Linked DNA regions of Mus musculus: regions 1, 2 and 4 are each linked to region 3. Evidence: chromatin contacts called from public Hi-C and HiChIP or PLAC-seq data. All regions are on one chromosome and are shown on one strand. Each heading gives the region's core, a stretch centred on a gene start, on an enhancer-like site or on the middle of the called end of the contact. The rest is flanking DNA. Distances are from core to core; before and after follow the strand shown. Region 1 overlaps Dennd5b (DENN/MADD domain containing 5B). Region 2 holds the start of Dennd5b (DENN/MADD domain containing 5B). Region 3 has its middle 23 kb from the start of Gm38930. Region 4 overlaps Dennd5b (DENN/MADD domain containing 5B).

Region 1 (4,353 bases), core at 371-2,870, 340 kb before region 3:
TATCCAGTTTTTGTTTTTCTACATAGAAATCATAAGGCTATGTAGCCACAATGCCGACAGCAGATAGTCTGTGCTTTATAAGTTCACCTGCAAATCAAAATTCTTTTTGGTTAGAGGTACAACAGCAGCAGAAGCACACAGACACATAAGCACAAAGCCAGCAAGAATCCAAAACAACACCCATCTCTATGTTTGTTTCTTGGGGGGGGGGCTAAGGGATGAAAGAGATAACTGAGCCGAGCCTGGTGATACAGGCCTGTAACTCCAGTTAGTCAGGAAGTCAAGGAAGGACAGTCGTGGGGCCAAGGCTTTACTGTGCAATTTATTGAGACCATCTCAAAATTTATAAGTATAAACAGTGGTAGCATGCTTCTCTCTCATGCCCAAAGCAAGCACTGAAAACACATACACACACACACACACACACACACACACACACACACACACACACACACAGAGAGAGAGAGTGAAGGAGATATAGTCTCCTCTTACTTTTTCAAAAGTCTTTACATTTCTAGGGAACTATAGTCTTAACCTAATCTTGTTTTCAGACATGCTAAGTCTCTTAGTGATATTTTCACGAAGTTTACACAATTTCTGTGATGAGAATGGGATTATCAAGCTCCAAGAGGCAAAAAGAAAATCAATTTTAATTGGTAAGATTTTCCAGAGGCACATTAAGCTAAGGAATTGGTACTTAATTCCATTTTAAAAATTCTGTTGGGAAGAGAGGAATGAAAAATTCCCAGTGAGGTACTCATATAACTATTAAAAGCTTCACTTACTCTATCACCTCAGGTTCTAGAAATACAGAGGCACGTGCCACTTCCTGAAGAGACTCCAGGGAGTTGCCCTCATACATGGAAATACAGAGTGATGTTTGAAGACTATAAGCACTGCATAAAAGTTATCATTTAATATTTCTTTCCTTGATAATACCAAAACAGCTGTATTATTTCCATAACTGAACTATTTAGATGTAGATGGAAAGGTGAGCAAGCCATAGAAGCAGAGCAAGAAGAGCTTCTTAGCTGTTGTGCCCTTTAATCTAGTACAAAATTTGGTCTAAAATTAAAAGTGCCACTTGGGAACTAGGCATAGATGTATAAAACTACACAAATTGGTACATTTTTACATATTTGTTAGTGAATAAAACCACTAAAAAGATTAAGGCTTAGCTATTAGAAATCAGTCAGCTACCAAAAACTAGCTATAAAACCACAACCAAGTTCTTTAATCTTTCAGTTTCCTAACCCGTAGAATGAGAAGATATCAATGCATATATCCTGCCATTAAGACTACATGTAAAAAGGCACGTCAAATCAAACACTAGCATAATGACTGACACACAGGAAGAATTTGAATGCTGGCTTTTAGTATGATTATTGTACTGCACTATCAGACAAGAGCAAGAAAATTCCTCATTCTTTGAGGGAAACCCATGTTAGGGTTGAGAGACTCTTTCATTTGAATGCAAACATCCAGAGGTTTAATTTCAAGAAATGAAACTATGTAATTAACTACCACAAAGCTCGTAAGAGCTGTTTTAGTTATGTAAACTAGACAGAGCCTCAGACTTCCGTCTTTGTTTTGGTTTTACTTTAGACAGACTCCTTGCTACATTGCCGAAGCTGGCCTTAAACTCCTGATCCTTCGTGCTTGGCCTCCCAAGTGCTAGGATTTAGGCATGTACTACTATGCCCAATTTCAGGTTTACCATTTTAAGTTAATAGCTAGAGACAAGAGGTGATGGGTAAAAAAGGCAACATCAGTAGCAAGAGAGAAGTTAACATTTTTTTCCCCAACACAAGAAAGTAACAAAAATCTACATCTTCTTGTCAATTCAATTTATTATTATTATTTTTCCTGTTTGGGGTAAAGGAAAAGGAATGTCCATAGGAACAGGAATTCACAGGAATCTAAAGAAAAGTACAAAAACTTCTTGCTAACACGGGGATTATTCATGATGTCCCAAAATGAAAGTTAACTTTGTATCTTAGCGGTGGTGGCCCATGCCTTTAAAATCCAGCATTCAAGGAACAGAGACAGGCAAATCTGAGTTAGAGGCCAGCCTGATTTACAGAGCAAGTTCCAGGATGGCCAGAGCTACACAAAGAAACTCTGTCTTAAGTCTCCCTTCATCCCCCAAAAAAAGAAAATTAACTTTGTGTTGAAAAAGTCAGAGAGAGCAGGACGTCTGTCTTTGAATGTTTGTGGTGTTGACCAGCCCAGAGTGAATTAAAAATGGGTGATGCTAAAATAGGCAAGAAGATATTTATTTGTTCAGAAGTGTGCCCAGTGCCACACTGTGGATAAGAAAGGCAAGCATAAGACTGGACCAAATCCCCATGGTCTGTCTGAGTGGAAGGCAAGTCAGGCTGCTGGATTCTCTTATACAGATGCCAACAAGAACAAAGGCATCACCTGGGGAGAGGACACCCTTCCTGATGGAGTACTTGGAGAATCCCAAAAAGAATATCCCTGGAACAAAAATGATCTTCGCTGAAATTAAGACGAAGGGAGAAAGGGCAAACCTAATAGCTTATCTTTAAAAGGCTACTAATGATAATTCCTCTGCCTTATTTATTACAAAACAAACATCTCATGGATTTTAATGTACACCATAATTTAATTCATACACCAAATTCAGATCATGAATGGCTAACAATGTTTTTGTTGGACAGTCCTAATTTAAGTAAAACTGACTTATCTTAAAAGAAAAAGTCAACAGTTTATAAAAAGAAATGATTGTGCACTTAAAACATGTACGGTAAATATACCTGCTTCTTTTAAACTGCTGCATTTCTGATATATAGATGTCCGCAGGGTGGGTGCCCTTACATTATACAATCTGATCTTCTCAATCCGAGAATCAAAGACCCGAAGCAGAGGGTCTTTCTCTTCCCATTGAGACATGATCTTATTATCAATAAAGGTGGCAAACATCTGTGTTTCAATGAAGCGTGAAAGAAATGGCAGGTAAGGCTCAGGCTGGTCAGAGAGAAAAGAAGCCTGTAATGAGATAATTAGCAAATTATTACCTTTATCTTAATATTATAAAGATGAAACAAGTTTGTTGTTAAGGTCATTACTTTTCAAACTTATTACACATAAAACTGATACTTGGCATTTAAAAAGTCTTGCAAATCTGTTTGTTTTTCTTTCTCTAAATTTATAGACTTTAGGCCAGTTAGAGCTTTGATATTGATCTTACCTTTCATAATGGATTTATATTAGTATCCTGATGACCGTTATGGAGAATAGAGGACACTAGTAAATGATGGTGGATATGTTGCTATACAATGGATGGTCAACCACCCACTTCTCTTACCATTACATTTTGGGTAATCTCTTCTGTTCTCTGATCCTAGCTTAGGAAATGAACCCCTCACAAAAGGCTGCTAGATGTGTAGCTGAGATACATATGTATATATCACAATAATTGCATGTTTATGTAAGAACTTAAAAATGACAATGTAGAGTTTGTGCCTATTGGTCAATTTCATTTTGTCAAGCAGATGTTTTTCTAGGCTCATTCTTCTTGTTAACTCAAGATCAAACTCCTTCTACACCTGTTTTGACACAATTGTCTGAGACTTAAAGAGAGAGAGAACACTGCCTAAAAAAACATCATAGAAGTGGACCTTCAAAAACATACAGGTTGTCTTTTTCTCCTACTAGCCTGTCTGATGTAATATCATTTATAATTGGATTTTAATCTGAAGTGTTCACTTTTTTTTTTTTTTTGTGCTCTGCAGGTTCATGTGAGATGTGCGTAGGAATTCTAATCTTGGTTAAGATTATCTCAAACTTGTAAGTGAATTCCTGTTTTAGTCACTGTGCTGGTTTGCTTTTCATTCTTTCACTCTTCAGAGTGGATACCGTGTATCAGAGCCAAAAGAGAGATGGGGCAGTTCTGACACAGATGGGGGGCAGTTCAAACATAAGATGCTTTGCTTAGTACTCACCAGTTACTTCCTGGCATATTTAATTTTTCCATTTCAGTACTTTAGGAGACTTTTAATAAAACCTTCTTTATAGAATCCACTTTTTAAATTTAGGTGCTTTCACTGTTTAAATGTACTTATGTAAGTCCAAATACCCAGACAGACTCATAGTAATCTCTAGAAATCAGTTCACCTTGTTAAGTGCTATTTCACAGATGAACATCAAATTTACTTTTTATAGGACAGATATAGCCTTGCCCTCATCTGGCCTTTGATTTTCAGCTTCTTGTATTCTGTAAAATTTAAAATCAACTAGAAGTGGGCTTGCAAGCCTACTATGCCTTGTATGTTTCCTTTGTGAAAAGATGATCACAACCTTCTGGAACCCAGCACGTACCTTTCATTT
Region 2 (4,588 bases), core at 1,758-4,257, 270 kb before region 3:
TAATTCTGCACCATTTGTCTTCCTCTAACTGTAAATGTGTTCCGAGCTAAAAAGAGAAGAATTGTCAATATCAGCAAAAGAGATCCGTGGAATGAAGAGTGGGTCTTACGATTTGTTTTCTACCAATTTTTATCCATATGTCCCTCTTTCACTGTCTCCCATTCATCCCTTCCACCAGGGACAAGATGGTTTATAAATGATTCACAATAAATAAGACCTGTTGGTGTTTCCACTAAAAAGATGTTTCTTTCTGGCACACAAACTTTCAAGGCTTGGAGGTATGGCTGTCAATGAACCAATGAAGAAATAAGTACTGACAGGAGTGGGAAGACCCAAACAAAATAACACTGACATAATCACCTCAGGGTTACCAATGTCTATGTTTTTAAAAACTGTGAGATCACAGGCATTGTTTTTGTGAACAATTGCATGAAAAAGTAAAGCCAAGTATGAAAGCACATAGATAAGTTTATTTATTCAAAAAAAGGATACACTTAAGACAGGAGATAGGAAACTTTTTTTAAAAAAAAATCTTATCTTGTTATCCCAGCCACTTAAACTTCCTTAAAGGTTAAGTTAAACTGGAAAGAAATTAGCTTAGAAAATAAAACACCTGCCAAATAGCTGTATGATTCCTAAACCTTAAATCTGTAAATTCCTAGTATGCAGGGGTCACAACCACCCCTAATTCTAGTTCCAGACAATCCAACACCCTCCACTCTCTTCTAAATGCTGAAGGCACCAGACATGCACATAAACATTCATACACATAAGATAAATCTAAAAAAAAAATTAAAAACAATTCCTTCATTATATTACTAGCACAGAATATATTTTTTCAGATTTTTATACTGTTTAAGTGTGTGTGTGTGTGTGTGTGTGTGTGTGTGTATTAGAGAAAATGCCCTCAGAGGCCAAGTGTGTCAGCTCCTTTAGAACTAGAACTAGAAGTGCTTATAAGCCTCCTAATCTGGGTGCTAAGAATCAAACTTGGGTCCTCCTTCAGCAAGAGTAGTGCATGTTTTCACTGAGCCGAGTATTCCGCTGGCCCAAGAATCTTTCTCTTCTAAGTAGTAATACAATAAGAACAATCAAAAGAACAATAGGAGATACTGCTTTATGAAGACTGAGGTGAATGGAAAGGGCAAATACAGGCTTTTTTATTTCATCATTCACCTGTCATAGAAGGCCCAAGAAATCCTAGTTGTTTAGAGGAGTCCTAGAAAAATATATTTTTTACTAGCCCAAAAAAACTCTTTCTCCAAAATCACTATTGCAGACACCCCCCCCCCCTGCAACTTCATGTCCCTTAACTATACTATTCTTAACATGTACATGAAATCTTAGCTGAAGAAACAGTAGGATTATATAATTATACATACAGGGAAAACTTGGTATTTCATTATTCCTCTAAAACTATACTTAGTTTTTGTTAACATTTTACTGTGAAGCTGACTTAATAATATGCTCAATTAAGACGTGAGACTGTATTAGTAAAGGCTGACCCGTTTTGTTTACTATCATTTATTATTTAATACATTCTTCCCAGCCCTTTCCTCAAAGGAAGAGAGAAAAAAATCTATACTAGTGCAATCAACCTGGGATGGTATATTCCAAAAAAGCTGCTGTGAAAGGCTATGACCTAAGTGTTTAGCACTGACACAAATAAAGTTCTGGTGGTAGGCGTTATGTGTCTCACCCTTACCAAAAAAAAAAAAAAAAAAAAAAATCACAATTCAGATTCCAAGGAGGAAAGCGGAATGAAAAATTCAGTCAGTCATTTCTCCCCGGCCTGCTTTCTACATTTCGCATTCCCCGGTCCCTACCATCCTTCAACTGCCCGGGTTCCCAGGGTACGTTCCCCAGCTCAGTCCCGCACTGCGTCACCAAACCCGTCAAATGGGGGCCATGCTCCTCCAGTGACACCTCGGCAGTGATTCACGGCGCGCCCCTCTTGGGGAGGATTGTCCAACTACATCAACTCAGGAACCAGGCAGGGGTATCAACAAAGCATCAGGCCGCAACCCAAGCGTCCAAAGGTCCTCGCTAGCTCGCGGCACTGGCACTGCCAAATCCACAGGATTCCAAAGGGTGACTCGCTCGTCATCGCAGAACCAGGGGGAGGGGTGGCGCCGACCCAGAGCGGTCGGGGTCGATCCCGCTGGGCCTCCTGCCCGAGCGGACCTCACCGTAGCCCCGCGGTCCCGACTCCTTCATGGAGCTGCCGACCACCGCATCCGCCGCCAGGGCCAAACTTCACGAACCACTGCACAGCCCGGTCCCGCGCACCATGAGCCACCCGCGAGCAGCGGAGGGTCGGGCCCTCTGGGGACCCGCGCCGGTTACAAGGACCCAACACCCAGGGGCTTAGCCAGAGCGCGGAATTAACAACAATGTCATTATGTCGCCCACGAGTGCCCATCTAGCCGGAGCGCGGCTATAGCCGCCGACTTTTTGTCTGGAGCCCGCACCTCGCCTCCCTAGCGCCTCCAAAGCCAGCCCGGCCTTACCCGCCAGCTCGTCGGGCTCCAGCCCGCTGTCCGCATCGATCCCGCACAGCACGAAGTAGTGCGCGAAGCGACAGGCGGCCGGGGAGGACCCCGAGCCCGGGCCCGGCGCCGCGCTGCTACCGCTCATCCCGCCGCGCTGCCGGTGCGACCGTCGCTGGGGTTCGCGGAGGAGGCTCTCCGGCGTGAACCGATGAGAAGCCTCGCTGAGAAGCGTCGCAGGCTTCCCTCGCGGAGGAGGCCACCGCGGCGCTCCGACTGCGGTCTCCGCCGCGACCCTAGGACGAGCCCGGCGCGCCCATGGCCGCGCAATCGCCGCGGCCGGGATCCTTCTAGACGCTGGTACCGAGGAAGCGGCCTCGGGCTCGCGCGCGGACCGGAGGGCGGGCGGGATTCCGCCGCGGCGGGGGAGGGGCGCGCAGGGGGAGTGTCAGCTAGGGAGGCCCGCGCCGCCGCGGCTGCGCCCGCTGGAGCGCAGCGTCTGGCGCCCGCGGGTCAACTGAACCGCGCTGCGCGACGGGAGCGCCCGCAGAGCTCGGTGGCGCGCGGTTCGGGGCGCGCACCAGTGAGCTCGGAGGATCGGGGGCGCGTCTGGGTGCGTGCCCACCCGCGGTAATATTGAGGAAACCTCTCTTGCACGGTGCAGCCCCCAACAGTCGGTTGAGCACGAGCCGCAGAGCAGGATCGTATCTTCCAGAGAGGATGTCGCCCAACCCAACCTAAACAATAACGTAGCTTTGGAAAAGGGAGACAGCACGCTGAGGTCATTTCCCACAACGTCTGTACCGTATTTTTAAACTGTCATGCAGATGCTTAAACCATTTTAAGATCCTAGTCCCCGGCAGGACGTGGTGACTCACATCTATAATTCCAGCACTCCTGTGACTGAGGCAGGAGGATCCGGAGTTGGAGATGAGCCTCTCTACCTAGTGAGACTCCATCTCAACACACACAAAAATGAGGAGGGTAAATAACAACCTGGGTAATTGACTCTTAGCTTCTATCGTACCTTCCAATAATCTTCCGGAACCCTTGAAATGACTTCTCTTACCATTTTAGCTGGATTGTACTTGGGATGGGGAGTATTTATGCTTCCTGGTTCATTCTTTCCAGTATCTATAGAACCTTGGGTCCCACTTGACCTGCCATTTATATTTTAGTGAAGGAAAGAATGATGATAATCTAGGTAGTATCAGGATGGTGCTACTGGGAAAATAACCAACTTTGAAATCTGTAATGTATATGGACATTTAATGTTATGCAATTATTGCTTCTATTATACAGAGTACACATAAAAATATTTTACTGAGTATTTCTATTTTTGTTGGTGGCTTCTTGCAGGATGTTAGATTCTAAGCTAGTCAAATATAGCAGAAAACTGATTTATTGTTTGTGCTAATCAAGAAACATGCTTTCTGTTCATTTGAGCAGTAACTGATTTATAAAATTGTAAACAGTAATGATTTAGTTTTGTTTTATTAACATATATAGAATACTGTATTTAATCATGACATTTCCATACATGTACTTTCTTGTTTTGTTTTTTGAGACAGGGTTTCTTTGTGTGACAGCTCTCGCTGTCCTAGAACTCTATTTGTAGACCAGGCTGGCCTCAAACACACAGAGATCCTCCTGCCTCTGCCTTCTCAGTGCTGGGATTAAAGGCATGTGCCACCACAACCCAGCTTCATGTACATATTTTGATCATATCTTTTTATAACCTTCTTGTACCCCCTGTCCCACCCCATTCCCTCTGATCTCCTTCCTTTTCACACCAACTCCTTCTGCTTTCATTTCTTTAACCTTTTTGGTGATCAAATAAGTTCACCAAACTTATTTTAATTTTAAAGACTTTTTAAAATGACATTGTGTGTGTGTGTATGTGTGTGTGTATGTATGTGTGTGTGTGTGGGGGGGGGGGTTCTGTGCTTATGTACAGGTCAGGGAATGAGTTTCAGAAGTCAGTTTTCTCCTTCCATGATGTAGGTCCTGGAGATCAAAACCCCGATAGTCAGTCTTGGTGGGGAGTCTTTATCTGCTAAGGCAATTTTCTGATCTATGGGTTTCATTAGAGTTGATTA
Region 3 (4,702 bases), core at 1,152-3,651:
AGTGCATGCCTCAATCTTGAAGCTATTGTGGATAGTTATGTAGCTCATATCCCTGGTCCTCTGCAATTAGATCTTGATCTTTGTCTTAGGACCATCAACTGTACCATCACCTATGACAGCTTTAATAAAAGCAACCAAGTGATTTAGAATGTAAGGGCCAAAGGTCAGAATAAGGAACAAAATGATCAGAAGTCCTAACAATGCAGAAATCAAAGTAGTAAACCAGGGGGAGCTGTTAAACTAAGACTCAAACCAGCTCTGTCTCTCTTCTCTCTTCTGGCTGGCTAACCCTTCTCTCACCTTGGCCATTGAATCTTTATCCCTGGAATGGTCTCCAGTATGTGCTTCCAGATGTTTCACACCCTCAGGTAGTGAAGAAATTGTTGGCCCCCTAACACTGATGGGCCTGATACTGGCTTCTCCCATCTTGGGGATACACATATATGGGGGTTTCTCACAGGACACTTCAATTTTGGGTGTCTGCACCCTAAGCCCCACCCTCCGTGGCCACTTCTGAGGCGCAGTTTAGATTTACAAGTCCCTCGTCCCCCACATTCAGGCAATCCTTCTCCCTGTGCCTCCAGGGCAGCAACACCCCTGAAGTCAAGGCCTACCACTAAATCAGGGATCAAAGTCAGGGTCCAGCCACCAGATACAATGTGGGTAGTGGACCAAGCCACATCACCAGTGGCTGGGAGCACCTGCCAAGTCACCCTGGTAGGGTTGTTGGGGCTGCTGAGACTCAGTGCCAGAAGACACACCATAGCCGTCTCATAGTTTCTCTGGCCTTGCAGAAGGGTGTTGCTTGGGTGTCTGCTGCTATCTAGTTGGTGTCAGGCGCAGGTGCTGATCTGATTGAACCCAGGCAGTTACTCCATCCACTTTAACGGAGGTGGGGTGGTCAGCAACACCAGGGATTGTTTGCTTCTGAGTGTTCAGCACAGTCTCTTAACATACACCCAATCTCCACCTTGGAACTCTTGTGGAACCTCTGGGGTACCTGCATCATACAGGGCACTAAGTTTAGGCCACAGTTCCAGATGGCTGATCTGGGAAGCTTGCAATCAAACCATAAGATCCTTGTCAGCCTGAAAAGTCACTCTGGTGGGGATCAAGAGCCAGGGTCAAGGGAGTGGGTGTCCCATGCAGGATCTCAACAGGGGTCAGGTTAAAATGGTAGGGGGTGTTCAGGGCCAAGGGGAGGGGCACCAACCAGTCAAAGCCAGTCTCCAAGGTCAACTTAGCCAAGGTCTCTTGTAGGGGTTCTGTTTATTTTCTCTATCTGCTTTGAGCTCTGGGGACAGTACACACAATGGGGATTCCTATTAGTCCCCAATATCTCTGCCAATCCCTGACTTACCTTAAGAGACAAAAGCAGAACCATCGATTGTCCAATCTAATTACCTTGGGCACTCTGAACCTCTGGAAAATTTTCTTCTAATATCTTCTTAGCTACCACGGTAGCTGTTTCCTGCTTGGTGGGGAATGTTTCAACCCATCCAGGGAAAACTACACCTGATGGGTGTTCCCAGACTGGTATAGGTTTCTTTACAATGAGGGTCATCAGATCATACAATTGATGCATGATACATCTTTGTAATCTAGTCTTAAGACATGGCAGTTATGTAAATCTCAAGAAATGTAATTTCTTGGGTCTATTTTTATGACTAGTTACACATTACAATAAATAAGCTAAGCTACATGAGACTCCTTGCTAATTGCCAAACTACCAGTACAGAATGACCACAAATTCTTCACAAGAAATTTCCATAAAGCTTAGTTTCAATAGTCCCCAACAACTTATTATGTGTGTTAAGATGAACTAGAGGAGAAAATCCTGAAGGTTTTAAACAGTGATAAGCAAGCAAAAATATTAATTACTCTAATAGATTTGTATAGACTGTAAACCTACAGATTTTTAAAACCTTAGCTGTGTCATGTAATGTTTTCTTGGAAGTTGTCTTGTGAGAAGGTCATATGATGTTTTTCTGGAAGCTGTCTTGAGAAAGGTCATGTGATATTTTGCTGAAAACAGATACTTGAGAGGGTGGTGGGTGGTGGTGATATTCAGAAAGAATATAAGTAGAACCCTGAAGATAGTGAAAGGAAAAGCATCATGTACCCTCCCCCAAGACAGCGTCCAGAAAAACATCATGTGACACCACTGAGTTTTTTTTTTTTTTTAATGAAACCAGAAACTTTCACTTCAATTCTGTGCTTTGTAAATGTGTATAATTGTTTAAATTTTTCAGATAACAAAGATTGGGCCTGACAGGATCTTTTTACTTCTGCTTTCCATCGGCTCAGTATGTGGTTAGGAGTAGGGATCTACATGTCACTTCTTGCCTAGTGTTATGGTTGAAGTGACCTCTCAGTTGTGGGACACTGCTGCCATCAGGTGGTGATAGTCACTTAATGACTTCTGATGTGAAGAAACAAATCCTTTATCAGATTCCAGAGACTACCAGTCAGAGGTGTGCACAAAAAACATGAAGGCTCAGCATGGTGGCACACACCTTTAACCCCAGTGCTTAAGAGTTCAGAGGCAAGTAGATTTCTGAGTTCAAGGCCAGCCTGGTCTACATAGTGAGTTCCAGGACAGCCAGGACTACATAGTGAGACTCTGCCACAAACAAACAAAAAGAAAGAAAAAAATATGGAGAAGCAAAATACAATACCAGAATTTCTACTTCCTTTCATTTTTATAAAAAAAAGGTCAAGTAATTGTACTAATATTGAATATATCAGTTGTGTTCAGAATTCTTCATCCTGAATGAATTCTAAGTTTCCGCTCAGTATCACCTTCTCAGGGAAACGTTGAAGCCTCATGCTGTTATCAAGCTTAGAGGCCACAGCCTGTACCCCAAACCAGGTTCAGTTATCGGTCCTCAGTGGGCCAATTAAATGAGTCAAATTAATAGCGGAAGTCAGTAAGAGAAGATTTATTAAATATGGCCATATTGGAAAGATAGACGAGACTCTGTAATTCTATGTCTTAGGGTAACTATTGGTGTGCTAAAAACACAATGATCAAAGCAACTTGGAGAGGAAAGGGTTTATTTGACTTACGCTTCTATATAACTGTTCATCATTGAAGGAAGTCAGGACAAGAACTCAATCAGGGCAGGAACTTGGAGGCAGGAGCTGATGCAGCAGCCATGGAGTCATGCTGCTTACTGGTTTGCTTTCCCTAGCTTGCTCAGCCTGCTTTTTTTGGTTTGTTTGTTATAGAACTGGACCCTCCAACATTGTCTTAGTTAGGGTTTTACTGCTGTGAACAGACACCATGACCATGGCAAGTCTTATAAAAAGCAACATTTAATTGGAGCTGCTTACAGGTTCAGAGGTTCAGTCCATTATTATCATGGAGCATGGCAGCATCCAGGCAGGCATGGCACAGGCAGAGCTGAGAGTTCTATGTCTTCATCCAAAGGCTGCTAGTGGAAGACTGACTTCCAGGCAACTAGGGTGAAGATCTCATACCCACACCGAGAATGACACACCCATTCCAACCAGGTCACACCCATTCCAACAAGGCCACACCTCCAGATGGTGCCACTCCCTGGTCCAAGGATATACAAACCATCACAAACATCAATCACTAGTTAGGAAAATGTTCTACACACTTGCCAGAAACTTGAGCTTATGGAAGCATTTCCTCAGTTGAGGCTCCTTCCTCTCCCATGACTCTGCATTGTGTCAGGTTGACTTAAAACTAACCAGCACACCCCCTAAATCTTTGGGGTCCTGAAATGAGATTAAAGTTAAAATAATGAACCAGGGATATACAAATCAAGGTATGGTTCTGTCTACTTCAAATATAATAATGTGGCCTCATCTCATGCCTACAAATAATTCTCCCCAGAAATAGCATTGCTCTCCACACGTAGGGGACAGTTTTATATTTCTGGAATCCTATTCTGGTTAAGGTGGAGGGAATGGGCAGATTTGCATGAACAACTTTGTCATTTGGTAGGTAGGATTTGGGGATACTAAAAAATAATAGAGCAGTTTCACAGTACAAAACTGTTCCCCAGTCTAAGTAGTTATTCTAGTGCCCTTTTCATATTTGTGAAAATTAAAGATCTGGCTTTAATCATAACTTTTTGCTGAGTGTTAATAAAATATTTTCATAGTTTTACTAAATGTTGAATTCTGGAAATCTAACCATTGTGAATACATAGGAAAAAATAACTCATGGTTCAGGATTGTGCTTAGTTCACATTAATCTGGAAAGTCATTATTCTGGGCAAGGGTAGTAGTGATTATTTATAATATACACCAATGTTATTAGCCCTCAAGAGGGTGAGACTGGAGATAAGAGATTTTGAGGACAGCCTGGGTTTCAAAAATGCCCAAACTAGAAACAGCAGCAGCAGCAACAACAAAATAATTTCCCTGAAGGAAACTCTGTCATGGCAGGGAGAGCATGAAGCAGCAGCTGGTCAGACACATGTGCAGTCAGAGAGAGAGAGAGAGAGAGAGAGAGAGAGAGAGAGAGAGAGAGAGAGAGAGAGAGAAACACTGGTGCTTAGTTTTCTCTTTGTTTCTTTTCATTCATTTCAAGAATCCACTGGATGTTGTTGCCTACAGGGTTGATATTCTCTCCTCTTTTAAACTTCTCTGGAAATACCCTCACAGTCACACCCCATGATGCTTTCCTCAAGGTGATTTCAAGTATATTTAAGTTGACAATGAAGAT
Region 4 (4,310 bases), core at 901-3,400, 360 kb before region 3:
AGATCCAACTGCTTTTGCCTTCTGAGTGTTGGGATTAAAGGTGCTTGTGCCACCAATGACTGGCTGGATTTTTTATTTTTGATAAGGACAGAAACTATAAAGCTGGTTAACAGTTATCTGACTTGTAAGTGACTAGTTTCCTGAATCTAAAAGATTAAAAGTATCTATTAGACTCTCTTTTTCTATTCCATTTCTTACTATAAGTTTTATACCGTGAAGTTAATGTAAGTTCAACCTTCTAGATAGCATTTATTCTTCTGATTACGGCATAGTAATCGGGTCTTTGGCTGTTAAGTCTGGTGTGCCCTCCCAGAAATGATCAAATATTCTATAAAGGTATTTTCTGAAGCATATACCTGTATTACAACAGCAATGCAAGTGTTCATAAGTCAGAATTCATACTGAAAATGAGAGTTTGTCAGCTTACTCAATTTCCTTTGTATGCACAAGTCACAGAAACGCATGTCTTGAAAGGCAGGGTCTTACTTGGTCAGTGGCTGGTTAGAGAGCAGCTGCTTGAGGTGCTGCGACAAGAGCTTCTTTTCCAGGGACAACCTTATCCACGCCCGCGCCCGTCCAACGTCAGTCTTGATCTCAGTCATGTTCTGAATATGCCTAAAAAAATCACAGCCAACAAGCAAGACATTGTTTTTGCATTTAAATAATCTTGTTTTTATACAACTTATATGAAATACTTTTTCTTAAAACAATGCATCCACTTCAAATAAATCATAGTTAAAATAAAAACTCAAGATGACACGAGTCCCATGTGTCTTATGTCTTTCTGTTGCATGGATGACAAGCAGCATCCAGTTACATTGATGGGTGAAAGACCCAAAATAATTATACAATTTTAACATTTTCCCATTTTTAAACTGTCCTTAAAGAAAGTCATATGTAGAGAACTACACTATCTTTACAGTAGTCTAGGAGAGCAATCATGCCATCTGAGATAGACTCATGTTTTACAAAAAAAAAAAAAAAAAATCTGTTAATTACTGAAATTAGCAAGGATTTGCTTAACTTGCTCCATAGTCCCACATGACCCAGAAACAAGAATACACATGGACATACACAAACATGCATACACGAACATGAGTATACACATGAACACACATGCACACACACGTGCACACATACAAATTATACCAACAAAGTATAACTTTAAGAGAACTCAGTGACTTTTTGTTTGTTTTGAGACATGTTTAGCTCTGGCTCTTTTGAACATCATTATGTAGACTAGGCTGGTCATAATAAACTCAGAGATCTGCTTGCTTCTGCCTCCAAGAGTTGGGATTAAAGACATGTGTCACCATAAAAGGTACAAAAAGTCAGAAGTGTTACAATTATTTTCTAAATCACATATTTTTCAAGGCAGGGCTTCTCTGTGTTCTGGAATTTGCTCTGTAGACTAGGCTGGCCTTAAACTTGAGAGATCTACCTGCCCCTGCCTTCTAAGTGCTGGAACTAAAGGCATGGCCCTCCACTGCTGGTAGAAAATGCTAAATTTTAATACTTGTATTTTTTTAAGCTACAATTTGCCAGGCAGTGGTGGCTTGAGGCAGAAACAGGACAATCTTTTGAGCTCTGAGGCTAACTTGGTTTACAGAGTGAGTTCCAGGACAGACAGGGCTACACAGAGAAGCCCTTTCTTGAAAAACAAACAAACAAACAAACAATCATACATACATACAAAAATCTGTATCTTTCTGAGACCAATTTTCTGCTAAGTATCTGTTGCTATTTACAGGGTTTTTTGGTCTATATATGTATAGATAACAGGCATTTTAGAGACTTTTCAAAAATCCAAACAGGAGACATTGTAGTTTAGAAAACTCTTCTGCTCCACCTTCCCTTTTTATTTAATGTCAGAAAGAACAAAACAAAACAGCACAACAGTAAAACAGTAAGACTGGGGCTGGAGAGACTGGGGCTGGAGAGGTGGCTCCCTGGCTAAGGGTGTTTGCTGCTTTTGCAGAAGACTCAGTTGGTTCTCAGTGCCTACTAACAAGAGCTAACTACTAAGTCAGCTAACAACCATCTCTAGTTCTGGTTCTAGGAGATCCAGCTTCTGCGTCGTCTGAACTCTAGGGGTCACCAGGCGTGCATATGGTTTTGTTGCAGGATTTTCCTTGTCCAATTACATTAGGGCAGCAGGAGGCCTGTGATTGGACAGGGAAAAGGGAGGCGGAGCTAAGAGTTGCAGGGAAAGAGAGCATGGGGTGGGGGTGAGAGAAAGAGAGAGAAGGAAGGAAAAATGGAGGCAGATGTGAACCAGCGTGCCTTTAACCAGCCATAGGTAGTTATGAATATTAGAATATTTGGGATAAAGCTTTTATCGTTATCAATTGGTTCTGAAATTATTGTATTGGCATCTTGTAAACTGAGAATTTATTGATACATAAATCTGATTGGTTAATTATAAGGCTCAAGAATTTTGCTTTACTTGGTTACTGGAATGTGGTACCACCAAAAGTAGAGAGAACTAGTAGCTCCAGGGACAAGCGAGCCAGACGCTATGGGGGCTGGCTGGAGAGACGCTATGGGGGCTGGCTGGAGAGACGCTATGGGGGCTGGCTGGAGAGAGCTGCTCCCGGAGAGTTGGCGGGTTGAGAGAAGCAGGAGCAGGAGAGTTGGCGGGTTCATTTTTAATATTTCCCGCAACATGGTTTATGTATGTGTCCTTCCACAGGTCAACACTAATACTCATAAGATAAATATAAAATAAATAAATAAAAATATTATATTATGATGATACTTTCTTCAGAATATATAATCAAAAGGTATAGTTATTACTTGAGCAATATAGGTGAAAGCTACATTTATTACCATGTGTAACAAATACCTCATGTCTTGAATAAGAGAGACTCTGAGTGTTGGTAACATAACTCCTGAGTCAGATTTTCTTCTTTCTGGTCCAAGGGCAACTATGTAGAAAAATATTAGCAAAGTATTAGGACAATAACAGTAAGAATTTATACTTTAGTTGTTTTTTTTTTTCAAGACAGAATCCTTTTGTGTAACTCTGGCTGGCCTTGAACTCACATAGATCCACATGCTTCTGCCTCCCAAGTGCTGGTTCTGATGGGGTATAGCACCATGAGATTATAATATAAATACATCATGTCAGCCTTCCCTTTCCTCACTCTAAACCCTCCCATGTGCCTTCCACTCCCCACAATTTTGCTCTTTCAGAATCATGGACTCTTTTTTTTCATTAGATGTGTGTGTATTTTAAGATTTTATTTATTATTATATCTAAGTACACTGTAGCTATCTTCAGACACACCAGAAGAGGGCATTGGATCTCATTAAGGATGGTTGTGAGCCACTATGTGGTTGCTGGGATTTGAACTCATGACCTTCGGAAGAGCAGTCATTGCTTTTAACTGCTGAACCATCTCTTCAGTCCGTATATGTATTTCTAAATACATAAATACAACCTACTCAGTCTGTATGATGTTACTTGTTTGTGTATGTTTTCAGGGCTGACCATTTAGTATTGATACTTTATTAACACAGTAAACTAGCTGTGGCCACAGTTGGAAACAAGCTATGTGAAAGAATATGACTCTTAAAGAGTCTTGGAGATAAACACACATTTTTTTCCTGGAATTTAATTTAACAACACAATAGCATAATTGATCCTGACAAAATAAAAAAAGAAAGGTTATTGAGATAGAGCAGTGGATAAAGGTACCTGCCACCAAACCCAACAACCAAATTAAATTTCCAGGTCTCATGTGGTGGAAGAAGAGAATCGACTCCTCCAAGTTGTCACCTGACCTCCACATACAAATGCCCACATAAAAAATAATCAAATGAAGTGTAACAAGAGACATTAAGGTTATTAACGGCGGTCACGGAACTTTTCTTTAATAAATCAGTATCTACCATATCATACTCAAACACACCTTCACAATTGTTTTTTTCCTTTTATATCAACATGATCATTTGGAATTGGTACTATTTTCTCTGTCTTATAATGAGGAAGTAGAGCTCTAATTGATGAGACTTGAAGCAATCTACCTTATCCAACACCTTCTTACCTGGCGAGTCTGTGAGGTGCTCTTGTTTCTCTTCTCTATCCTGAAACTGGAGCAAATGTGACCACAAGGCAGACTTCCCCTGAAAGGATAACATTTTCACTTTTTAAAAGGCTCTCTTGAGTGAAGGTAGTATAATTTGGACTCCAAACTTAAATGATTTCAGGTTCTTTGACTACAAATTCTTAAAATAGTCTTACTTTATCCAGGAACTAAACCAAGTCAGCTTTGTGTCTCCACTGCTAAGTAGATTGCTTCCTGATC

What was found. Hi-C and Micro-C count contacts between places; a contact is called where the count stands out from the background. HiChIP or PLAC-seq counts read pairs in DNA pulled down with a chosen protein or histone mark.
Region 1: a contact with region 3 is called in an H3K27ac HiChIP or PLAC-seq map of large pre-B cells, with 3 times the contacts expected there. The contact joins two enhancer-like sites. A contact is called at or near these places in 5 of 39 promoter capture datasets (the C10 cell line, the HPC-7 cell line, hippocampal neurons and 2 more), 3 of 15 datasets of contacts at CTCF or cohesin (the NIH/3T3 cell line, embryonic stem cells and stem cell-derived epiblast-like cells), 16 of 484 Hi-C or Micro-C datasets (the AML12 cell line, B cells, the G1E-ER4 cell line and 10 more), 5 of 115 datasets of contacts at active chromatin or transcription factors (bone marrow-derived macrophages, embryonic stem cells, extraembryonic endoderm stem cells and 2 more) and 2 of 9 other capture datasets (adipose tissue and pancreatic islet).
Region 2: a contact with region 3 is called in an H3K4me3 HiChIP or PLAC-seq map of embryonic stem cells, with 20 read pairs. The contact joins the promoter of Dennd5b here to the enhancer-like site in region 3. A contact is called at or near these places in 2 of 15 datasets of contacts at CTCF or cohesin (CD8 T cells and the NIH/3T3 cell line), 8 of 484 Hi-C or Micro-C datasets (B cells, the HPC-7 cell line, bone marrow-derived macrophages and 3 more), 18 of 115 datasets of contacts at active chromatin or transcription factors (the 230-238 cell line, bone marrow-derived macrophages, cardiomyocytes and 10 more) and 3 of 9 other capture datasets (adipose tissue, liver and pancreatic islet).
Region 4: a contact with region 3 is called in a Hi-C map of embryonic stem cells, with 4 times the contacts expected there. The contact joins two enhancer-like sites. A contact is called at or near these places in 1 of 39 promoter capture datasets (embryonic stem cells), 4 of 15 datasets of contacts at CTCF or cohesin (embryonic stem cells, large pre-B cells, pro-B cells and 1 more), 75 of 484 Hi-C or Micro-C datasets (3T3-L1-derived adipocytes, the AML12 cell line, B cells and 37 more), 9 of 115 datasets of contacts at active chromatin or transcription factors (bone marrow-derived dendritic cells, embryonic stem cells, epiblast stem cells and 3 more) and 4 of 9 other capture datasets (adipose tissue, embryonic stem cells, liver and 1 more).

The regions. Positions count from the first base shown.
Region 1 is chr6:149,038,736-149,043,088 of GRCm38.p6, forward strand. It overlaps Dennd5b (DENN/MADD domain containing 5B), which reads right to left. Exons shown (of 21, transcript NM_177192.3): 6 at 2,781-3,012. It also overlaps the pseudogene Gm15781. Among named protein-coding and RNA genes, the nearest start is that of Gm23462, 33 kb to the right of the region's middle. Within about 2 kb of position 1,621, at least 23 of the 459 cell types and tissues checked have an H3K27ac peak or open chromatin away from gene starts, as enhancers often do. A contact at or near this core is called in bone marrow-derived macrophages and pre-B cells, where this site is marked.
Region 2 is chr6:149,098,673-149,103,260 of GRCm38.p6, forward strand. Dennd5b (DENN/MADD domain containing 5B) reads right to left here and starts at 3,008. Exons shown (of 21, transcript NM_177192.3): 1 at 2,511-3,008. The coding sequence starts at 2,637.
Region 3 is chr6:149,372,975-149,377,676 of GRCm38.p6, forward strand. No RefSeq gene overlaps it. Among named protein-coding and RNA genes, the nearest start is that of Gm38930, 23 kb to the left of the region's middle. Within about 2 kb of position 2,402, at least 115 of the 459 cell types and tissues checked have an H3K27ac peak or open chromatin away from gene starts, as enhancers often do. A contact at or near this core is called in the 230-238 cell line, CD8 T cells, the HPC-7 cell line and 11 more, where this site is marked.
Region 4 is chr6:149,016,496-149,020,805 of GRCm38.p6, forward strand. It overlaps Dennd5b (DENN/MADD domain containing 5B), which reads right to left. Exons shown (of 21, transcript NM_177192.3): 11 at 4,050-4,128; 12 at 2,846-2,927; 13 at 487-615. Among named protein-coding and RNA genes, the nearest start is that of Gm25539, 51 kb to the left of the region's middle. Within about 2 kb of position 2,151, at least 7 of the 459 cell types and tissues checked have an H3K27ac peak or open chromatin away from gene starts, as enhancers often do. A contact at or near this core is called in differentiating embryonic stem cells, embryonic stem cells and stem cell-derived epiblast-like cells, where this site is marked.